Linked DNA regions of Mus musculus: all the other regions are linked to region 3. A link is a contact called in public ChIA-PET, HiChIP or PLAC-seq and Micro-C data. All regions are on one chromosome and are shown on one strand. The core of a region is the stretch at or near the end of the contact, and the rest is flanking DNA. Distances in the headings are between cores, read along the strand shown. Region 1 holds the start of Prxl2b (peroxiredoxin like 2B). Region 2 holds the start of Mmp23 (matrix metallopeptidase 23). Region 3 holds the start of Ski (ski sarcoma viral oncogene homolog (avian)). Region 4 holds the start of Ssu72 (Ssu72 RNA polymerase II CTD phosphatase homolog (yeast)). Region 5 holds the start of Cdk11b (cyclin-dependent kinase 11B). Region 6 holds the start of Pank4 (pantothenate kinase 4).

Region 1 (3,297 bases), core at 186-2,685, 320 kb after region 3:
CTCAGGGAAGGGCCTGCTGGCTCTTCCTGTTCAACATGCAGCACTTTCTGCAGACATCTTCCCATGCTCCTGGGACCCTCGCATTGTACCCCTCAACACTTAACAGGAAGCAGAGGAAGCCCCATCTCTGGATTTCTTCTGGTGGTGCTTCCAGGACCAGTTGCTCTACAGGACCAGCTCCTCCTGATTCTGCAACTTTATTTTCTTTCCTTTTTTAAAATGTACCTTTGCACACCTGTGTGCACTTGTGTGTGCCCGGGGAGTCCAGCGGTTGAGTGTTTTACTCAGTGCCTCTCAATCGTATTTCTTGAGACAAGGTCTATTGCTGATTCTCATGCCTTTGCTTCCCCCAGGACATGGGATTACAGGTCTCTGTCATTTTACCGAGTCACCTCCCCAGCCTACTCTTGCTTGCATAGGTTTGGGCCCAATGTGAGTGCCTGGTGCCTGAAGAGACCGTAAGGGAGCATCAGATGCCCTCAAGCTGGACTTGCAGAGGATTGTGAGTCGCTGTAGGGATGCTGGGAACCAAACCGTGGGCCCTCTGCAAGAGCAGCTAGTGCTCTTAACCACTGAGCCATCTCTCTAGCTTCTCCTTTTGACACAGTGATATGTATGGTTCCTAACTTCCTGCCTGGCTGTTCAGCCTCAGCTAGGTATCTTGTGGTGGCTCTCTTCCTTTCCTAGCCTCTACATCTGTCAGATGCTTGAACATGGCCCTAGAAAGCATCACAGGGCTTACTTAGTGAGGAAAGGACAGAACACGTGGATTCCTGAGCCTTCTACTCTTCCTAGGGACACACCACTGCGAGCTCCTGTTTATCTCCTTTGGATTGTTGTACATGAGAGCCCGTAGTTTAAAAACTGACATCCACACAGCAGGAAATGGTACTTTACGATGGAAGTTAATAGGATTTCGCGAAAATGCAAAGCAGGAACTTAGACTTGGAAAGGCTGGTCCTTTCACTACTGTAAGTGCCGGCTGCCCTACTGTTCCTCACACTAGTGATTTGTGAGTTCGATTCCCCGTTTCAACTTTTTGGCTCTAATTCTACCACCCTGCTGCACTACTAGGGACCACCTGATGCTAGTGGAGAGCTACGCAAACGCTAGAGAGCCACGCAAACGCATTCTGCGCAGGCGCACCGCTTGCAGACTGTCCATTGAGCTTTACCTGCTACGCCATTGGCTAATAAGCTTATACATATGAGAACAACCTAGGCTTAGGCAAAGAGATCTGCAGTGATTGTCTCTTTGGAGAGAGGGTGTGCCTGTATACTAATATCAGGGGCGGAGCCTGGGGCGAGACAAGCGCACAGTCATGTGACCTGAACCCCCTGGAGGTGGTGCCCACCAGGACTGGGGCGGGATTATGGGCGGGGCATAGGCTGGCTGAAGAGGCTGCGCAGGACAGAGTGAGCCTCCCCAGGCTGCGAGAAGGGACCGTGGAGCAGAAAGGGACGGAGGAGGCCATGAATGTGGTGGACCTTGGTCGCGTAGGAGCGTGTGTCTTGAAACATGCAGTGACTGGGGAGGTGAGATTTGGCTCGCGCAGGGCGGAGAACGCCTCCCCTAATACCTGGCCCAGAGCCTTGGCAACTCACATGGGTTGGAGTGGAGGTCCTGAGGGGTCCTATGAGTTCGCGTACTGGGCGTGGGTACAGCTCATGGTCCACAGAGGAACCATCAGGAGGACCAGTCAGCTGCGAATCTTGGAGCAGCACGCTGCGGGACATGTGAGGCTGCCGGGCATAGGGGGTTGGTGAGCCCATGTCCCCTGACCGATCCATTCTGTAGGCTGTGGAGCTGCGGAGCCTATGGCAGGAGAAAGCTTGTGTGGTGGCCGGTCTGCGACGCTTCGGCTGCATGGTGTGCCGCTGGATCGCCCAGGACCTCAGCAACCTCCGGAGCATCCTGGACCAACACGATGTGCGCCTGGTGGGCGTGGGGCCTGAGGCCCTGGGCCTGCAGGAGTTTCTGGATGGTGGTTACTTCTCAGGAGGTGCGACTCTTCCCGGACTCAGAGCCTGGGCTGACCTCTCCCTTTCTAGGCCCAACAAGAACATATTCATGTGTCAGCATATGCAGCTCTTCCCTGCCCTGCCTTCAGCCTGTGCCCTGGCTGGTGCCCAGACCTAGTGGCAAAGTCCCAGTGACTCTTGCCCTTCCCGTTTAAGCAGTGGTGACATTCAATCCTGCCTTGCTACTCATGGCTTGGGTGGGTGGAGCTGGATACAGTAAGTGGAGGGGACAGACTGTAGGAAGCCTGGGGCACATAGCTGTGGCTTTCCTTTCTAGAACTCTACCTTGATGAGAGCAAGCAAATCTATAAGGAGCTGGGCTTCAAGCGGTAAGTGTGACTGTTTGTGGGCATGAGTCTAACCAGGGACAACAGGAGGACAGAGTGGCCACCGCTCTCTTATGTACCTTCTTGCTACTGCCATCTGCTCTGCTCTCCAGTTTGTCTCATGGAAACTGACACTGGTGCTTCAGCCAGCCCTTCTTTGAGTCTTCTAATGGGTGTTGGTCCAAGGCAGGCCTGTCCTCAGAAGTCTGCTATTTCATAAACAGGAGGGACCTTGGAGCCCAGTGCCTTAGCCATGGCTCATTGCAGTCCTCTGTTGCCACAGACTGCCTGTCATGATAGGCAGTGCCGGCTAAGCGAGATCCCTGGGCACACCCAGCTTGGAGCTCATTCCCCACACTCCACACCACCTCTCCAGGGCCCCCAAGGCTAGCTGTATTCAACCTGGGGGCTCTCAGGGCTTGTGTAGAGCCTAGTTAGACTGGTTGCTGATCTGCCTGAGCCCTGGGTTAGATAAGTGGGTGGGGCAGGACACTGGGAACAGGTGTGGATACTTGTGTTCCACCAGAATCTGGACTAGGGACCCTATCTATGTCTTTGTAGGTACAACAGCTTAAGCATCCTACCAGCTGCCCTGGGAAAACCTGTTCGTGATGTAGCCTCCAAGGTTTGTGGTTTGAGAGCATTGGTGGGAATCCCTGCAGCATTCCCTCCGGGACTGACCTGAGTCCCGTTCCTGTCTTTGCAGGCTAAAGCTGTTGGTATCCAGGGGAACCTGTCTGGTGACCTGCTGCAAAGTGGAGGGCTGCTGGTGGTCAGCAAGGGTGGGTCAGGGCAAGATAGAGCCCCATCTTGCCCATCTTGGTGGCTCGTGTCATGTCTTCATGCTCCCTCTCTGGTCTTGGGTACCTGGGTGAGGGATTGGGCTGCTTGGCTTGGTCAGCGGATTTTACTCTCACTTCCCGGCACAGAGATGCAAGATGCACACAACT
Region 2 (3,231 bases), core at 701-3,200, 430 kb before region 3:
GAAGCTGCCGAGTGCCTGGTGTGCTCGGAGCTGGCATTGCTAATTCTGTTCTCACCGTGTCAGCACCGCACAGTGTGTGAGGGTGAGTTCGGGGTGTGTGTGGAGGACCAGGGTGGCCCAGCTGCCTAGTCCAGCCCTACTAACAGTGCACCGCCCCCGGCAGAGTGCGCTCGAAGGATGAAGAAGTGTATCAGGTGCCAGGTGGTCATCAGCAAGAAGCTCCGCCCAGGTGGGTAGGGTGGGGCTCGGCCCCGCCCCTCCTCGTCCTGTGGCGTGCTCACCGGCCTGCACCTAATCTCCACGCCTTCTGTTGCTGATTCCCACTCACCTCATCCCACAGACGGCTCAGAGGTGGTAAATGCCATCCAGGTGCCCGGCCCGCCTCGGCAACTGGTGGAGGAGCTACAGAGCCGCTACAGGCAGATGGAGGAGCGCATCACCTGCCCCATCTGCATCGACAGCCACATCCGCCTGGTGTTCCAGTGCGGCCATGGAGCGTGCGCGCCCTGTGGCGCCGCGCTTAACGCCTGCCCCATCTGCCGCCAGCCCATCCGCGACCGCATTCAGATCTTCGTGTGAGCGCACTCCACACGCCGTGGCTGATCGCAGACCTTCCTTCAAAACCCCTGTATTTTATAAAAAGATTATCGGACTTTGCTTCCTGTTCCTTGCCTAAGGGTGTTGGGCAGGCCCCAGAGATCCTCACCGCCCCTCCCCCGCTGCCCAGGCCCCACCCCACGCCCCGCCCGGCATCAGGCTCCAGACTGCCTGGAGATCAGGAACGCTCTGGATGAGGATGCAGCCCGCCAAAAGTGCGCGCTGGCTTTGGTTTGACACAAGATGGTCCGTCCGGAAACTCCAAAAGGCTCACGTGGCTTTTCTATCGCCCCTATAAGAGGGCCACCCCCCTTTGCTCTTCCCCTTGCCTATTACTCCCTCCGCCCCTCTGGGGCAGGACTTGAACTGTGAAGGTTTTGGTCAAAGCAACACGACTTAGAGAGGGTCCTGGCTAGGAGGGAGTTGGGTTGGAAGCCGCCAAGCTCTTGACAGTTACGTTGGGGCTGAGTGAAGAAGCAAGAGAGGGTCCGTCCACTTGTTGGAACAAACACTTAGTAAGGAAGGGAGGGGGCAGATGGCTGACCCTTTTCAAGAACTTCCAGCGCAGCTATTACGGGCCACAGGGCACTCCAGCTGCTTGGCTCTGACTCTGCTGGCCAAGTACATTGTTGCTGTCACCTAGGGTCCAAGGTCGGAGTGGAAGACTGGGAGGGAGAAAACCCCGGCTCCTGCGCCTGCTCTCACCCACCCACAGTCAGCTCCGTCCCGTCCCGGGATCGCAGCTGTGCCTGGCATAATTTCGGTTGCCATGCCGCGTTCATTCGGTACCCACCCAGCACAGCCATCAGCTGCCGGGTCTAGCTTTCAGGCCTTGGACCATAGCTCCTGCCTCCTAACCCTACCGCGCCAGACCACCACACTCAGTTCCTGACTCAGTTGCCTTAATCCCCTCTCCTCTGAGGCAGGGATTCCAGGTGCTGGCACCTTCCCCAAACTTCCTGCACTGGACCAACGAGAGCACCCTCTGGTTAAAGCAGTTGCCCTAAGGACTCCCGCTGGTCTCCTTGTCTTTCCTGAGGCATCTTTCCTCTCTGCTCGCTCAGCCACCCTGCTCTCATTGCCACGTCCCCTCGCTCTGCGCTCCCCTCTGGCGGGTATGCTCCTTACACTCAGTCACTGCGGTCCAGGACCGAGGCTTCCCTCCCAAATTTCATTGTGGTACCAGAGGGTTGAGGGGGGAAGCCAAATGTCATTCAACTCCGACCAGTGGGTGCGGGGAGCAATTGATGCCCCTACCCCAAATCTGAGCCCCGGCGCCTCGCGTTCTGACAGACCCCCCGACACTGTAGGGTGTGTTCTGGCCTCTGCCGCCGACCCTTCGGCCTGGTTCCTGGAATCGCACCGGGGGATGCGGACGGTTCCAGACTTAACGAGTCGGTTCCTTATTTGAGCCAGCGCAGCCGGGTCCTCTCTTCACCATAGGGCTGTAACTCGAGCCGTCCGCCGCCCATCCCCTTCCCACTCCGCCCCAGCTCTGCGATCCAGGTCCCTACGTCGCGCGGCCCCTTGTGGCCCTAACCCGACTGGAGTCTGCCATGGGCTGCCGGGCCTGTCTCCGTCCGGAGGCGTCCGGCGCGGTACAGGGCCGCTGGTTGGGGGCTGCCCTGAGCGGGTTGTGCCTTCTCTCCGCGTTGGCGTTGCTGGAGTGGCTAGGGGCGCCGACCGAGACCGCCTGGAGGGCAGCTCAGGTGAGAGGACGAAAGGCTAGTAAGTGCGAGGAGCGGGTCAGCATCTGAGGGTGTATCAGTGGGGCCCGCGTGTGAGGGGCTTTGTGGGATGGCATGTGAGTGCCTGGTTCCGAGAATCTTGGGTCATTGTGTCCAGCGGCCGCTGGAGGTGGGAGACCGCATCCATCCCCAACTCTGCCCATTCCCAATAGGTTTTGTTTTGTTTTCCCGAGCCAAGATTTCATTGTGTAGCCCGGGCTGACTTCTGTAGACCATCTGCCTCTGCGCTCAGAGATTAAAGGCATGCGCCACCATGGCTGGCTCAACTCCTAAAGCCCAAAACCTAATAGAGGGCTCATCCACAGCTTCCTCTATCCCGTTGCCTAAAGTCTGCTTCTGATAACAACTCTCGGGCACTAGAGACTTTCCTCTGGCCTCCTCACATTCACTTCTCCCTATGAAGGGAAATGTAGATGCGCCAAATGTGGGCAGCTCCACTGCCCAGGTACCCAGACTGTTGACCATGTCGGTAACCCGAAGACGCCGCTACACGCTGACACCGGCCAGGCTGCGCTGGGACCACTTCAACCTCACATACAGGTGCCACCTGGACCAGCGAGGAGGGTGGTCAGGTCATAACTCAGACACCAACACTGACTCTAACATCACCGCCGCCCTCCACCACAGAGTTCTTTCCTTCCCCCGGAATCTTTTAAGCCCGGAAGAGACGCGAAGGGGCCTGGCTGCTGCCTTTCGAATGTGGAGTGATGTTTCCCCATTCAGTTTCCGTGAGGTGGCCCCTGAACGTCCCAGTGACCTCAAGATAGGTGGGTAACTGAAGAGCTCCCGACCGCGCCCAGCCTCGCAGGTATTATTGCAGCCTTGTGTTTTCTTAGGTTTCTACCCAGTCAACCACACCGACTGCTTGGTCTCTGCAGTGCACCAC
Region 3 (2,970 bases), core at 74-2,573:
GGAACTTCGGTTGTGTGGCGACCCTAGGGTGCTTTGAGACGTTCTTGTATCAGAACCCGAATGTTTTGTGGCATCCTTGCTATGAGGAAGGGAACCTGGGTTTTGTTTTGTGGTGTCCTTGTTATGAGTGTCTCGTGGAGCACGACGTCCAGCAGTGTGGGGAGTGAAGGTTACTTCACAGTGTCTACCTAGAACGGGAACCCCGGGATGTAGGGCGGCAGCGGCGCAGATCTACTGCGGACCGCCGCTCAGCTGGCCTGTGGTTGTGGCAGGGGCCTTGTGGGTTTCGGGGGCCCCAAGACCGTGGTGGCAGCAGGACCGGAGTCTTCCCAGCCGCGCAGGAAGCGGCCTCGGCCGGAAGGGGGGCCCCAGGCGCCTCCGCTGTGGCCGCCTCCAGTGGCCTCCACAAGGCGGGGCCGAGCGAGACCGAGTAGGGCCGAGCAGGGCCGAGCCGGTACCGAGTAGGGCCGAGCGGGGCCGAGCACTGCCGAGAGGGGCCGAGCTCCGGTACGGGGGAGCCGAGCGGAGTCGAGCTGTGGGCGGACAAAGCCGAGCTTGGCCGAGTCCGGTCCGGGCGTAGCCGAGCGCCACTGAGCCCGGGAGGGGGAGCGCGCGTTCTTGGAAGAGCCCGCCCGGAGCTGGTCACATTCCTGGCCCGCACTCCGGCTGAGGCGGACGCACGGCAACAAACAACGCGGGAGGCGGGGCTGGCGCGGGCGGGGCGGGGCGGTACGGGGCGGGGCGGCGCGCGGCGGCGTGAGCTCAGCTCCCGGCGCTCAGTCCGAGCCGGAGCGAGCCGCCGGAAAGATGTGCGCCCAGTGCGCAGAGCCCCGCGCCGCCGCGGCGCTCTGAGGCCGCGGGCCAGAGGCGCCTCCGCCGTCCCGGGAGCCGCGCGCGCGGGCCAGCGGGCGGCCGGGAGCCGGCAGGCGGCCGCGCGGGCGGGCAGGCCGCCAGGGGCCGGCGGCGGGCGCGACGCGGCCGGTCAGCACCGCCGGGACGAGCCGAGCGGGCGCCGCGCGGTGGGAGGAGCGGGGCAGCGGCGGCGCGCCGCGCGCGCGGGGGGCCCGGGCGGCGGCGGGCGCGGCGCGGGGCGCGTGGATGTGGCGCCGGGCCCGGGCGGCGGCGGGCTCCAGCGGCGGGACCCCTTCGCCCCGCCCGCCTTCGCCTTCGCGCCCCCGGGCGAGGCCGAGGCCGGGGCCGTGATCGGCCGTGAACCGGCGACGGGGGGCGGTCGTGGCCGCGGTCGCGGGCGGCGGCGGGGTGCGCGGGGCGGCGGCGGAGGCCGTGGGGGCCCGGGCGCACGGGAGCGGGAGCGGCCGGGGGAGCCCGATCGCACCATGGAAGCTGCAGCGGCCGGCCGGGGCGGCTTCCAGCCGCACCCGGGGCTGCAGAAGACGCTGGAGCAGTTCCACCTGAGCTCCATGAGCTCGCTGGGCGGCCCGGCCGCTTTCTCGGCGCGCTGGGCGCAGGAGGCCTACAAGAAGGAGAGCGCCAAGGAGGCGGGTGCGGCCACAGTGCCGGCGCCGGTGCCCACTGCCGCGGAGCCGCCGCCCGTGCTGCACCTGCCTGCCATCCAGCCGCCGCCGCCCGTGCTTCCCGGGCCCTTCTTCATGCCGTCGGACCGCTCCACCGAGCGCTGTGAGACCGTGCTGGAAGGGGAGACCATCTCTTGTTTCGTGGTGGGAGGTGAGAAGCGTCTGTGCCTGCCGCAGATCCTCAACTCGGTGCTGCGCGACTTCTCACTGCAGCAGATCAACTCCGTGTGCGATGAGCTGCACATCTACTGCTCGCGCTGCACCGCCGACCAGCTGGAGATCCTCAAAGTCATGGGCATCCTGCCCTTCTCCGCGCCCTCCTGCGGGCTCATCACTAAGACGGACGCCGAGCGCCTGTGCAACGCGCTGCTCTACGGCGGCGCCTACCCGCCGCCTTGCAAGAAGGAGTTGGCGGCCAGCCTGGCGCTGGGCCTGGAGCTCAGCGAACGCAGCGTCCGCGTGTACCACGAGTGCTTCGGCAAGTGCAAAGGGCTGCTGGTGCCCGAGCTGTACAGCAGTCCCAGCGCTGCCTGCATCCAGTGCCTCGACTGCCGCCTCATGTACCCGCCGCACAAGTTCGTTGTACACTCGCACAAGGCCCTGGAGAACCGGACCTGCCACTGGGGCTTCGACTCAGCCAACTGGCGGGCCTACATCCTGCTGAGCCAGGACTACACGGGCAAGGAGGAGCAGGCCCGCCTTGGCCGCTGCCTGGACGACGTGAAGGAGAAGTTCGACTATGCCAACAAGTACAAGCGGAGGGTGCCCCGGGTAAGTGTCCCCGGGTCTTGGGGGTTGGCAAACTATGCTCAAGGTGGGTGGGTGGGGTCCTTCTGCTCTGGGTCCTCTGGGTTCAAAAGGTTGGGGCTCGTGGTTCGACCTTATCAGGCCTTGGGTTGATTTGATTTTAGAAAAGTAGGGGGCTTGTCGGTCTCTTGTGGGTAAGGCCATCTTCGTGTTGTCTGAGCGCTGCTCTTATGGAGTAGAGTAAACGGGAGAGCCCTCTCGGGGCTCATAGCCCTTGACCATTCAGGCTAAGCTCTGAAGGTCTGAGAAAGTGGCAACTTCAAGCTCTGGGAGGTTAGAGTGCCTGGACCTAGGCTGTGACTTTCTGGCCCATATCACCATGGGACCTTGACAGAGTTGTCCATATGAGAATGAAGCTTGCCCCTTTCTCTCTTGTGGCTGGGATGCTTTCTTGCCTGTGGTCCTCAGCTGAGTATCCATGCATGTTTACTGCCTCTCCTGTTTTTCCTTTAAATACTGGGGCACAGACAGCTAAAGTGAAGCTAGCTAGCTGTCTTGGCAGAGACTTGGCACTTGCAGCCCCTGGTGTCTCCTGTTTGTGCACGTCGAAGGCCACTTTGGCGTGGTCAGCGGCCTGCCGGAGTTGCTGATGGTCTGCAGTTTCTTTGGTCTCACCCATTTCCTTATG
Region 4 (3,263 bases), core at 372-2,871, 480 kb before region 3:
ACAGTGCTTGGTATGGTGGCAAACTCCTATTAGTAATAACAACACAAGGGAGGCAGGTGAAAAGTGAGTTCAAAACCAGCAGCACACCTCTAATTGCAGTAGCTGCGAGACAGAGGCAGGCAATTCTCTGAGTCTGAGACCGACCAGGTATACAGAGTGAGTTCCAGGACAGCCAGAACTACACAGAGACCCTGTTTTGAGGGTTAAAAAAAAAACAAAAAAAACCCGAAATTGCCAAAAAATAATATTTAAAAAAGTTTTAAAAGTTCACAAACAGTTAACTCTGGGGGAAAAAAGACATTTCTACTGCACTAAGTTGAAATGTACAAACCCCCATTTTAACTGTAATACAATGCATCAGTTTCTCATTTTGTCAAGAGATTTTTTTTTTTAAGATAAAATACTATCAAAGATGAATGCCCTACTAGAAACTGGTGAATTCGTGAAGAAATATGAGGAGGTCCCACTGAACCAAATGAATTCGTGTGCTCCAGAAATTACTGACTAAAGTTATGGGGCTGAGAGGGGTGGTGGCTGGTGCATGAGACTTGCAAACGAAGACAGCAATAAACAGTCCCTGACGTTAACACCTCAGATCACTGTTGTTGCTTCCAGACTCGTTCCATCTTGATGTGACGTGTGGAGAGCTTTCCAAGGTGGCCGGACGACACATATACGGGAAAGATAAACACCAGGCACCCTTCGCAGCACGGAAAGACCTTGGCCTACCCCGTGATACTGCCCGGTCGTCCAGCACCCAGAGGGCCCCAGCTGTCGTGTGGCCACCTCTAGGGTTTACGGGGATGCCTACACTACCGAGGGTGTCGCGCGCACGGACCCCACTGAGGGCTCGCTGAGCGTGGAAGCCGGGCGTGGCCCGACCTCCGCGGCCCAGTCAGTACAGGGTCGGGGTCTGGACAAGAATCTGTGGGAAAGAGGAGGGAGGGGCGGAGGGCAGGTGGAGCTTGCACTACCTGAGGATGTTGTGTGCTTCCATGCTCCGATTCTGGTTACTCGAGCACACCACCGCCACCCGCAGCGGCGATGACGGCATGGCACCGACCGAACTACCCACTGCTCTCGCTACGGAGCTCCCACCTAGAAGCCGGCTTCCGCGCGAGGAAGATGGCGGTAACCGGAAATCTGCGACACGGAAGTGAACGCAACGCAACGCAACGCAACGCGTGGGGAGGCCGACGGTGCTCTCCTGGGCTCGTACTGCAGCCGGCGCGGGAGGGCGACCGGCCGACGCCGAATCAGCCTGAGAGCAGCCGAGGCCGGCGGTCGTGGACCACCTTCGCCGGCGCGTGACGTCACAGGACCTGCGCCGGCAACTGGAGCGGTGTGAGCCGCGCCTGCGTCCTAATGTACCGTCGCCTCGGATGACGCGCTAGGCGCGGCGCTTGCGCAATACTGAAAACTTCAGTGGGACGGGCGTTGGGGCGGGTCCGGGGAGTCTCAAGTCCTTTCCGCGGCTTCTCTTGGTGTGGTTGGGACGTTTTTCATTCCGGTTTCCTCCAGGTGGTCACTCTGCCAATTTCATAGATGCACTGGGCTCCAGCACTTGGTTTGTGCCCTATCTCTATCACGAGTACCTTCCTCAGAGTCACTGGACTTCTAGAAGCACGTCACTTCCTCTGTGAGCCCGTTGCAGCTTAACATGTAAACGATATGAAAAATATGGGTGAGGTAGCGGGCTCTTCAAGTTCGGCCAATCGGAAAACTGGCAGGAAAAATCGCTTCTCTGTTGGAAGCCAGTTTAGGTTGCCTATTGAGAGCTCGATCTCAAGTGAGAGGGGGAGAGAGAAATAGAGTTGCTGCTGGGCGTGGTGCCTCACACTTTTCTTTAATCCTAGAACTCGGTAATCAGGTCGACTTACAGCCGGCCTACCTGCCTGGTGACCTGTCCCCTCTAGCTCGAATGGAATGGTCAAGAAGTGAAGGGGATTAGATAAGTTGTTTGGAGATTCTGAGAACTCCTTTAAAGTTGGAGCAGTATGAGATTGTCAGGGACAAGAAGGTAGATAATGTGTAGTAAGTATAACAAAAGCTGTGTTTTGCCGGGCGGTGGTGGCGCACGCCTTTAATCCCAGCACTTGGGAGGCAGAGACAGGCAAATTTCTGAGTTCGAGGACAGCCTGGTCTACAGAGTGAGTTCCAGGACAGCCAGGGCTACACAGAGAAACCCTGTCTCAAAAAAAAAGCCGTAGATTCAGTAATCTACCCTTTATTCCTATTATTCCTGTATCTTCCTCTTTTCTTTTTCATCCCTTCTCCCTCCTTTATAAAAGTATATTTTATTCGCTTATAGTAATTGTCTCAAAGACTACCTCTACCTGTTTGCCTAGGCCTAGAATCTTCTAGCCTCCATGCAACCTTTTTTTCTTTTAAAGTTTATTTATATATATGAGTACACTATGGCTGTCTTCAGTCACACCAGAAGACGGCATGGGATTCCATTACAGATGATCGTGAGTCACCATTTGGTTGCTGGGAATTAAACTCAGGACCTTTGGGAAAGCAGTCCGTGCTCTTAACTACTGAGCCATCTCTCCAGTCCTATTTTGAAACTAAATTTCCCACTATGAACCTCCTCATTGCTATTGAAGTCTGCCATCATTGTTCCTTGTGTTAATGAGGAGGAGAGTATTGAGAACCTGTTGCGAGTAAGCCCACAGAGACCATCACGTGGACACTCTGAAAGCCAAAAGGAAAGTCTTTATTTTTGCCTGCTAGCTGCACAGAGAACTTGCCCAAATCATGTAACCTTGAGCCTTGCAGCTCTTTGACTTTATGTACAAAGACCATCTTGATTGGCATGCTTCAGTTAGCGAGAAGCAGAACTGTGGAAGTCAAAAAGCAAGATTAGAACATTGAGGAAGTTTTTACTTGGGGACTTATGGACTATGTTTCTATTTAGTCAGGTGTTGAGGCCTATGTGCTGGGCTTTTTCTTTGTTTGGTTTGTTTTGAAGATTTATTTTGTGTGAGAACACTAGCTGTTGAGGCCTATGTGCTGGGTGGTTTTGTTTCTTTAAAGATTTATTTATTTTATGTGAGTACACTGTTGCTCTCTTCACACACACCAGAAGAGGGCATCAGATCCCATTAAAGATGGTTGTGAAATATGGTTGTTGGGAATTGAACTCAGGAGCTCTGGAAGAACAGTCAGTGCTATTTATTTATTTCATGTATATGAGTATACCAATGCTCTCTTCAGACACACCAGAAGAGGGCATCAGACCCCATTACAGATGGTTGTGA
Region 5 (3,437 bases), core at 841-3,340, 400 kb before region 3:
CCATGTGGCCCATGAGCTACAGGCTAAATATGACAACAGCTTAAGTTCTCTCACCTGTCTTCCATAGAATCCTCTCTTCTATATGGTGAGTTCCTGATTGTGATCTCCATTCGGTGATCTCTCAGCTCCCCCTCCTCAAGGGAATCCCTTTTGGAATCGCGGTCATCAGACTAAGAAGCAAAGGAAAATGAAGCATTGAGTCATTTTCCTTATCAATCACCTTTCTTCTTTGTCTATCTTTGAAAAATAACTTGTTATGTAGCTCAAGACGGTTTTTGAGCTAGAAACCTGCCTCCGTCTTCAAAATGCTGAGGTTACATCACTGTACATCACTGTACATCACCATACGTAGCTCACTATATATATGCACAGACACACACATATATAGGAAGTATATGTGTGTATATATATATGCATATATACACATATATGCACACATACATACAAATGCACATATATATAATTATACATATACATAAAATATACATTGCACTGGCTGGCTTTGAACTCAATAGATCTGCCTGCCTCAGCCTCCTGAGTTCTTGAGTGTTAGGATTAAAGGTTGTACAGGTTAAATATCTTTAAGGATAATTGAAGTTTGCTAACCAACTCTAAATATACATTTTTTGAATAGAAACTTCAAATATTAATTTTGTTCAAAACTCATGTAATTAAAATCACTTTTTTTTTTTTTGGTAACCTGAAACCTGAGAACAGAAAATTTAAAACATTGTACATGATAAGGGTCATAAGACTATATGAACGTTAGTTTTTCTGAGCCAAAACTAAGACTTTAGTTGGATTTTTACACACGAAATACATCATACATATATTGACAATAAGAAGCACTTATATCAATGTTTCTTATCCAGTCACCTAAGGACTCTAAATATATCATCATCCAAAGCAAGGTAATTACAAAGCACTCATTTTAATTGCAAGGAAAGTTCCCACTTTATTAAAAATGCTTGGTAAATGGTATTATGAATATACTAATAATGAAATGAGAAAAATTAGTCTGGTGGCAGTAATGATTCTAGGTTCAGAATATTTTATTTTGTAACGAGATATTCTCATTTCGATACAGCTTCAGTGTGTTATTAATCTATCTTCAACGTCAACTGAGTATATGAATGTTTTTGTTAATTTTAGAATAGATTTTGGGCTCACCTGTGACATTTGGAAGTACAAAAGAACTTCACCGAAGAAGCGTTGTTCTAATGGAAAAATGAGGGCAAAGAAATTAAATCTTCTTTAAGAAAACCACTTACTTAAAAAACATAGCTTACATTTTTTAAGCGTTTTATCTCTGCTTTCTCCTCTTGTTCTTTCCTTCGTTTCTTTTCCTGGAGAATTTCATCTAACGTTTTCACTTTCCAAGAGTCCTTTTCATCACCCATTTGAGTTAAAACACTGCAAAAAGAAAAACAATTCAAGCAACCTCGGGACACAGAAAGCTACGGTCGGTCTGTCGGTCTGTCTTTTCCGAACACTTAAGTCTAATCGTTAGTGTTTCAGAGTAAGTCCCGGTAGGTCGGAAGGATTCTGCCTGAATACACTGTCGTTTCTGTCATTCCTGTAAGGTTTTGGGTAACTTAGTTTACCTCAGTGTTTTCCGTAAAACGCAACCATCATCATCCACGTAACGGTACTGTTCTAGGATGAAAGACCATCCAGGTCATTTCAGTGCCTCGCACTCAACACACTCTGCCTTAGGTGTCAAAAGGTTGTATGAGAAAGCTCCAGGACGCGGGGAGGCCTGGGTGACAGGTAAGATCAAGGTGCACTGTCAAGCGCGGGACTCCGGGGCGGGGTCCCACTTCTGAGGGTTCAGTCACGCAAACCTGAGGCAAGGGCCGGCTCCGGGGGCCGCCAGGCCTGCCGCCTCCACCGCCCTCAGCTCCGTGTGGAGCGAGACTGCTCCGCGGCAGCAGCGTGTCGCCAGCCGCGATTCTTCAGGGGCGCCGTAAACCCTGCTCCGAACCCCCGCGCCGCTACTCACCCCTGCGCCGCTACAGCCGCCGCAGCCGGTCCTGGAGTCTGGGAAGGAACAGCGCCCGGCGCGCGCCAGGATTGTCGTCACTTCCTCCGCGGAAGCGTGATGATGACGTACGACGACGACGACGAACCGCGTGTGCGCTCGACTTTTTTTGGCCGCCCCACAGTACCTTGCGCGCACCGGAAGTGTCCTTACATCGTGAGTTGGCTCCTGCCAACGACGCGAGGCTGGGCGGATAAAAGCGAAGTAGCGTCTGGTAACGTCCTGGGGTGTCTCCGAGAGATGACGTTTCGAGACGATGCGCTCGGCCGTCTGCGGAAACCGGAAACCGTGCCTCCCGCTGCACCTTCGCTCTGCCAGGCAGGGCTACCTCCAGGCACTCGGTAGCGTAGTCTGCAGGCCGAGCAGCATTTGCACTCGTGACAAGCTGCTTGTGCCACTCAACCTTCCGCAGCCAGACATTTGTTTCTACCCATCAGACTAATTGCTCTGACGTATAGACGCCTCCAAAGTGGCGTCGTGCCATCCAATGGAAAAACAAGTTGTCTTTCTGACCTACCCAGGACCCAGGAAGCTGAATTCACAGGTAGGCTAGTTAACATCCTATGATGAGGAAGTCCCCTGCACAAGAAAACATTGAAACGAATCCAGTTTCCTCAGCCAACCTCCTTAAAACAACCTCTTCTGCTTGGCCTACGATAGTGGTTGAGTCTTTATGTTATTGTTTTGCTTTGAAATAGAGTTTAGTACGTAGACCTAGCCTCTATTTCTGGCCTGTATCTCTGTATTCTTTTTGTTTTCTTTTCATTCTAAATGCTGAAGTGTCTAGACACTTCTCAAACGTGTACTTAAACCACCTGAAGGTCTTAAAGGTTTTTACGATTCCACTAAAAACCTATTAACCTATCAGGGCTTATGGAAGAGAGAGCAGAAAGGAAAATTCCAGCTGCTTGTTTTTGTCAGGTTATCCTGTGGGTATTGGGGAAAAAAACAAACAAACAAAAAGCAATGCCATGCATCAGTGGAGCACACCTTTAATGCCAGCACTAGGGAGACAGAAGCAGGCGGACCTCTTGTGAGTTTGAGGCCAGCCTGGTCTACAGAGCTAGTTCTAGGACAGCCAAGGCTACAAAAGCAGCTCTGTATCGTGAAACAAAAAATAGCAATATGATTAAATTTCTTGAGTTAGGGTCAGAAACAAACAAAATGAAAAGGAAACCACTGTTAGTTATGACTGTGAAATGGTAAGATGTGAAAGAATATAACAACTAGTGTATGAAAAAAATGAGGGATATTGGAGTGAAACACTTTGTGATCCCAGCTCTTACTTTGCCTCCAGAGTTATCAGTGACTTGGAAACTAAGTCTGATTTCAGTAGCATACATAACAGAGTTATACAAGCCAGGTGGTGGTGGCTCACATCTTCGATCTTATCACT
Region 6 (3,421 bases), core at 860-3,359, 260 kb after region 3:
ACATGGTGAAAGAAGAGAATCCCACCAAGTTGTCCTTTGACTTTCACCACGGCACCAAGAAGGGCAGGACAGCCTTGCATTTACTACCCCAGAGTCTCTTCCTGCCTGTATGTCCTTCCTACTGCCTGGGTTTCCAACTCAGCTGACATCGGTGTCCCATCCAAGAAAGAAAAAGGGCTTGCCAAGAACACAGAGCAGCTGAGCCTTCCTGGATCCAGGGACACAGTGAGGAAGGAGGAAACAGGAGAAGGCTGTTTTTAAACAACACTGCGACAAGATGTTTTGTAGGTGCCTAAGCTGTCAACCCCATCCTGAGCTGTGACCTCCCATCAGTTGCAGAAAAAAAAAGAAAGAAAGAACAAAAGAAAAAAGGTCTGTTTTCAGGAACACATGACTTTCCAATCTCAGATTCAGGACCCAGACGACGATGGAAGCAAAACCCAACACTGAACATCCCTTGCAATGTCCTTCTGTCCAGACAGCCCTGGTCTGGCCTCAGGCCTTCAGCTCGAAGGCACCTCTCTACTACAGCTCATGCTTTATTGGCTGTTGGTTAGATGGTCTCTAGGTACCAAATAGATTATCTGAGGTGAACCCTATTTTCTTAACTGCCTGATGATGTTTGAATTCATTTTCACCTGCTTTCCAGACACAGTTATTTAATTTTGCCTCCTTCCTAATGAATAAGTATAAGACCACAGGGCAAAGCATAAAACCCAGCCCTGGAGTGAAGGTTTCAGGATCCTGGAACAGCTGCCTTGGGGCCTTTGGAGAGGTCAGGTTGTGGACAGTCCCCTCTGCTGGGGCTGCAAGCTCATCACTTCTAAACTAATATACAGCCAGTCACCGAGTTATCTCAGGTGCTAGTAGAATCTTGGCCCACTCCACCACCCTCCTGAGCCCTTGATAAAGCTGGAACACAGGACAAGCCAGCAGGCCATCTTTACTTTCTCTTCCATTCCTCATTCCTCCCAAGGAAGAACACGTCAGAGAGACAACCCAAAAGCAAGAGGGTGGGGGACTTATTCAATATTCCAGAAGTAACGAGATTCTTCACAGTCTCTTAACAACCTAGGCTTTCCAAGGAGGCTAAGAGCCAGCAGCACACCCATTGATTCACGGAGATAAGTCCAAGACTGCGGATGCTGCCCGGCTGTGTGGGGCCTCACTGACAATGCTGGCATCAAGAGATACGCGGGGAAACGCCTGCAAGCAATTGGGTACAAAGCTCCTCAATAACAGGATGCAGAGCAGAGAGCTTGGGGGACAGGGGTAGGGGTGGGGGAGGGGGAGGGGGAGCGTTGGCCGGCTCCCATCCTGGATCTACGAATAGAGAGACCACGGAGAAAGCTAGCCTTCTTCTGTGCCTTGGTCTCCGCATCTGCACACCAGGGCGATGAAAGAACCTCCCCCGAGGACTTGTTAGTGGGCATGAGGCTGCCCAACGCGCGAAGGGGATCTAAGGTGGGCCTGTAGCGGGTCGGCAGGAAGGTGAACTCCTAGGCGCGCAGGAGGCGGCGGCCGTAGCCACGGTCCACGCTGCAGCGCTCGACAAGTGTCCAGGCCCAACGTCTCCACAGCTCACTGGGAAGCCGGAACTCCGGCGGAGTGCGCCGCGGGGCCATGGCCAGCCTCATCCCGGGGGACTCTGAGCAGATGAGGACCCCCGAGGCCACCCGCCCCGCCCGTCCCTCCACTGAGCCACCGGCGCTGCGCGGACTACGAGGCCCGACGTGCCCCGCTCCAACCGCGCAGCGCCTACCGGGAGCTGGAGTCCCACAGCCCGCTCGGTCCCGCACCTTGACGCCGCGCACACTATGAGTCCCGAGAGGCTGTGCGGCGACCCGTGAGGCTGTGCGCATGGCCCGCGCCCCCGCCCTTCGTCCTTCCCGCCGCCCCCGCTGGCTGGCCGCCCGCGCCCACTGCTCCGGCCACTTTCTTGAGTACCCGGTCCGTGTCTACCTATATCAATGGCGAAGCGCTTGGCGTTCTCCAGGTTGCGGAAGATCTCGTCGGGGGGCAGCGTGATGCTCTTGTCCAGACTGTCCCCGCCGCTCCCGCCGCCACTCGCTCCACGCTCCGCCATTTTGAAAGTGCCCGGCCAGCCTCATCAGCCATGGAAATATATGCGCATATAATTGACTGCTAAACGACCGCGTGCATAAATTATGCTAATGAGTCTCCGCCCCCCGTCCGCCTGTGCTGGAGGCCAGGCCACCCGACCGTCCTAGACAAGCAAGTGTCCCAGAGGCCAGGACTGGGAAGGGAGGGCCGTTATTTTCCAAACTACCAATATGAAGCTTTTGGAATATTGTTCTTTCGCTGAGCTGGCTAGATGCTAACTTGGGTTGATTTTGGCGATCGTGCTTTCATATCTCCTTGCTGTGAGGCTGGCCCTGCAAGCTGCTGTAATTTCTGCTAGGGTGACCCACCATCCTGGTTTCCCAAAGAAGTGGGACCTTCAATTCTAAAACTCCCATGTTAATTGGAGTAGTTTTAAAGACCCTACATTCGAGAAATGCCCAGCCAGGGGGAAGGGATATGAATAGGGTCGTGCGTCTGCAGCTGGGGAAGATCGGCAGTTTAACAGCAATCTTTGCAAAGTATAGGAGGGAAAGGGAGAGGGCGCATGGAAGAGGGGACCGGGCTTCAAAGTGGAGGTGATCTGGAGTTCCTGTTGATTTAAGTCCCTTGAGAGAGAGCACTGTGTCCTCCAAGAGGGCCATCGTGTAACTTAATACCTCGCTCTCTGCAAGGTTCTGTCTGCAGGCAGTTGCTCACTGACTTGCCAGGCTCCTGGAGCACAGGACTGAGGCAGTGCGCAGGCTCAGCTGCCATATATCTATCTACATTGATTCCGAGAGGAGGCAACCTTGTATGTGCCTGCCAACAGAGTGGGTGTACTCTGAATGGGAGAGCCTGCTCCAGAGTGGCAGGGCTCCTGAGAGTGAGGTGACCCAGCAACTTCAGTCCCTGTAAGTGGAGTATGCCCGGCCTGTGTGTAGGACACTCCACAAGGGCACTGGCCTCCTCCCCATCTGTAGAAGTTCTGCTGCTCCTGTGGTAAGCTAAATGAGTGCAGATGAGGTTCTCTGTCCTTGCTTACTATACGTGGGTCACAGAAGGGTCCTCAGGTGGTCCCTGGCAGAGTGGATAGGAATAAGAGGGGGGTGGTGGCTAATGAACTTCTAGATGGGAAAGATCCAAGTCGGGATGGGAGCCACATCTATGACTTTGTCCTTCAGAAGACATGTAGACACACCTTCCCACTTCTTGCTCCATGGGTTTTGCCTTTGGAGAGCCCTGTGAACTTGACTAACCTATAGCCTGCCTTAAAGCGGACACCCTGTCTTAGACAATAGCCCATACCTACCAGGCTCATAGTTTGAATGGAATGGGTCAGTCCTGGCCCTGGTCGCTC

What was found. A called contact is a pair of places that touch in the nucleus more often than the background predicts. ChIA-PET counts read pairs in DNA pulled down with a chosen protein or histone mark. HiChIP or PLAC-seq counts read pairs in DNA pulled down with a chosen protein or histone mark.
Region 1: an RNA polymerase II HiChIP or PLAC-seq map of embryonic stem cells shows a contact between it and region 3, with 11 read pairs. The contact joins the promoter of Prxl2b here to the promoter of Ski in region 3. A contact is called at or near these places in 9 of 39 promoter capture datasets (3T3-L1-derived adipocytes, cranial neural crest, frontonasal cranial neural crest and 6 more), 2 of 484 Hi-C or Micro-C datasets (the G1E-ER4 cell line and neutrophils), 8 of 115 datasets of contacts at active chromatin or transcription factors (the SCID.adh cell line, astrocytes, bone marrow-derived macrophages and 4 more) and 1 of 9 other capture datasets (embryonic stem cells).
Region 2: a contact with region 3 is called in a Micro-C map of embryonic stem cells, with 4 times the contacts expected there. The contact joins the promoter of Mmp23 here to the promoter of Ski in region 3. A contact is called at or near these places in 2 of 39 promoter capture datasets (liver and pre-B cells), 1 of 484 Hi-C or Micro-C datasets (embryonic stem cells), 2 of 115 datasets of contacts at active chromatin or transcription factors (memory CD8 T cells and microglia) and 1 of 9 other capture datasets (adipose tissue).
Region 4: an RNA polymerase II ChIA-PET map of memory CD8 T cells shows a contact between it and region 3, with 20 read pairs. The contact joins the promoter of Ssu72 here to the promoter of Ski in region 3.
Region 5: an RNA polymerase II ChIA-PET map of memory CD8 T cells shows a contact between it and region 3, with 48 read pairs. The contact joins the promoter of Cdk11b here to the promoter of Ski in region 3. A contact is called at or near these places in 2 of 115 datasets of contacts at active chromatin or transcription factors (memory CD8 T cells and pancreatic cancer cells).
Region 6: a contact with region 3 is called in an H3K4me3 HiChIP or PLAC-seq map of embryonic stem cells, with 20 read pairs. The contact joins the promoter of Pank4 here to the promoter of Ski in region 3. A contact is called at or near these places in 12 of 39 promoter capture datasets (the 3T3-L1 cell line, the C10 cell line, the HPC-7 cell line and 8 more), 6 of 484 Hi-C or Micro-C datasets (embryonic stem cells, erythroblasts and neural progenitor cells), 9 of 115 datasets of contacts at active chromatin or transcription factors (the SCID.adh cell line, astrocytes, embryonic basal ganglia and 6 more) and 3 of 9 other capture datasets (adipose tissue, liver and macrophages).

Annotation. Positions count from the first base shown.
Region 1 is chr4:154,897,181-154,900,477 of GRCm38.p6, reverse strand. Prxl2b (peroxiredoxin like 2B) reads left to right here and starts at 1,435. Exons shown (of 7, transcript NM_025582.3): 1 at 1,435-1,535; 2 at 1,798-2,002; 3 at 2,299-2,350; 4 at 2,909-2,972; 5 at 3,054-3,129. The coding sequence starts at 1,473. It overlaps Gm52690 (a long non-coding RNA gene), which reads right to left and starts at 3,058. Exons shown (of 2, transcript XR_003955190.1): 1 at 2,428-3,058; 2 at 1-2,047.
Region 2 is chr4:155,652,103-155,655,333 of GRCm38.p6, reverse strand. Mmp23 (matrix metallopeptidase 23) reads left to right here and starts at 1,950. Exons shown (of 8, transcript NM_011985.3): 1 at 1,950-2,306; 2 at 2,749-2,885; 3 at 2,973-3,112; 4 at 3,182-3,231. The coding sequence starts at 2,154. Mib2 (mindbomb E3 ubiquitin protein ligase 2) reads left to right here. Exons shown (of 20, transcript NM_001369164.1): 18 at 1-82; 19 at 164-229; 20 at 341-866. The coding sequence ends at 579.
Region 3 is chr4:155,220,888-155,223,857 of GRCm38.p6, reverse strand. It overlaps Ski (ski sarcoma viral oncogene homolog (avian)), which reads left to right and starts at 1,323. Exons shown (of 7, transcript NM_011385.2): 1 at 1,323-2,306. The coding sequence starts at 1,338.
Region 4 is chr4:155,703,173-155,706,435 of GRCm38.p6, reverse strand. Ssu72 (Ssu72 RNA polymerase II CTD phosphatase homolog (yeast)) reads right to left here and starts at 1,621. Exons shown (of 5, transcript NM_026899.3): 1 at 975-1,621. The coding sequence starts at 1,054.
Region 5 is chr4:155,623,507-155,626,943 of GRCm38.p6, reverse strand. Cdk11b (cyclin-dependent kinase 11B) reads right to left here and starts at 2,090. Exons shown (of 20, transcript NM_007661.4): 1 at 2,003-2,090; 2 at 1,290-1,413; 3 at 55-170. The coding sequence starts at 1,400. It overlaps Gm16023 (predicted gene 16023), which reads left to right and starts at 2,189. Exons shown (of 3, transcript NR_040441.1): 1 at 2,189-2,585.
Region 6 is chr4:154,962,811-154,966,231 of GRCm38.p6, reverse strand. Pank4 (pantothenate kinase 4) reads right to left here and starts at 2,109. Exons shown (of 20, transcript NM_001305804.1): 1 at 1,963-2,109. The coding sequence starts at 2,086. Gm42363 (a long non-coding RNA gene) reads right to left here and starts at 1,955. Exons shown (of 2, transcript XR_881640.3): 1 at 1,763-1,955; 2 at 919-1,206.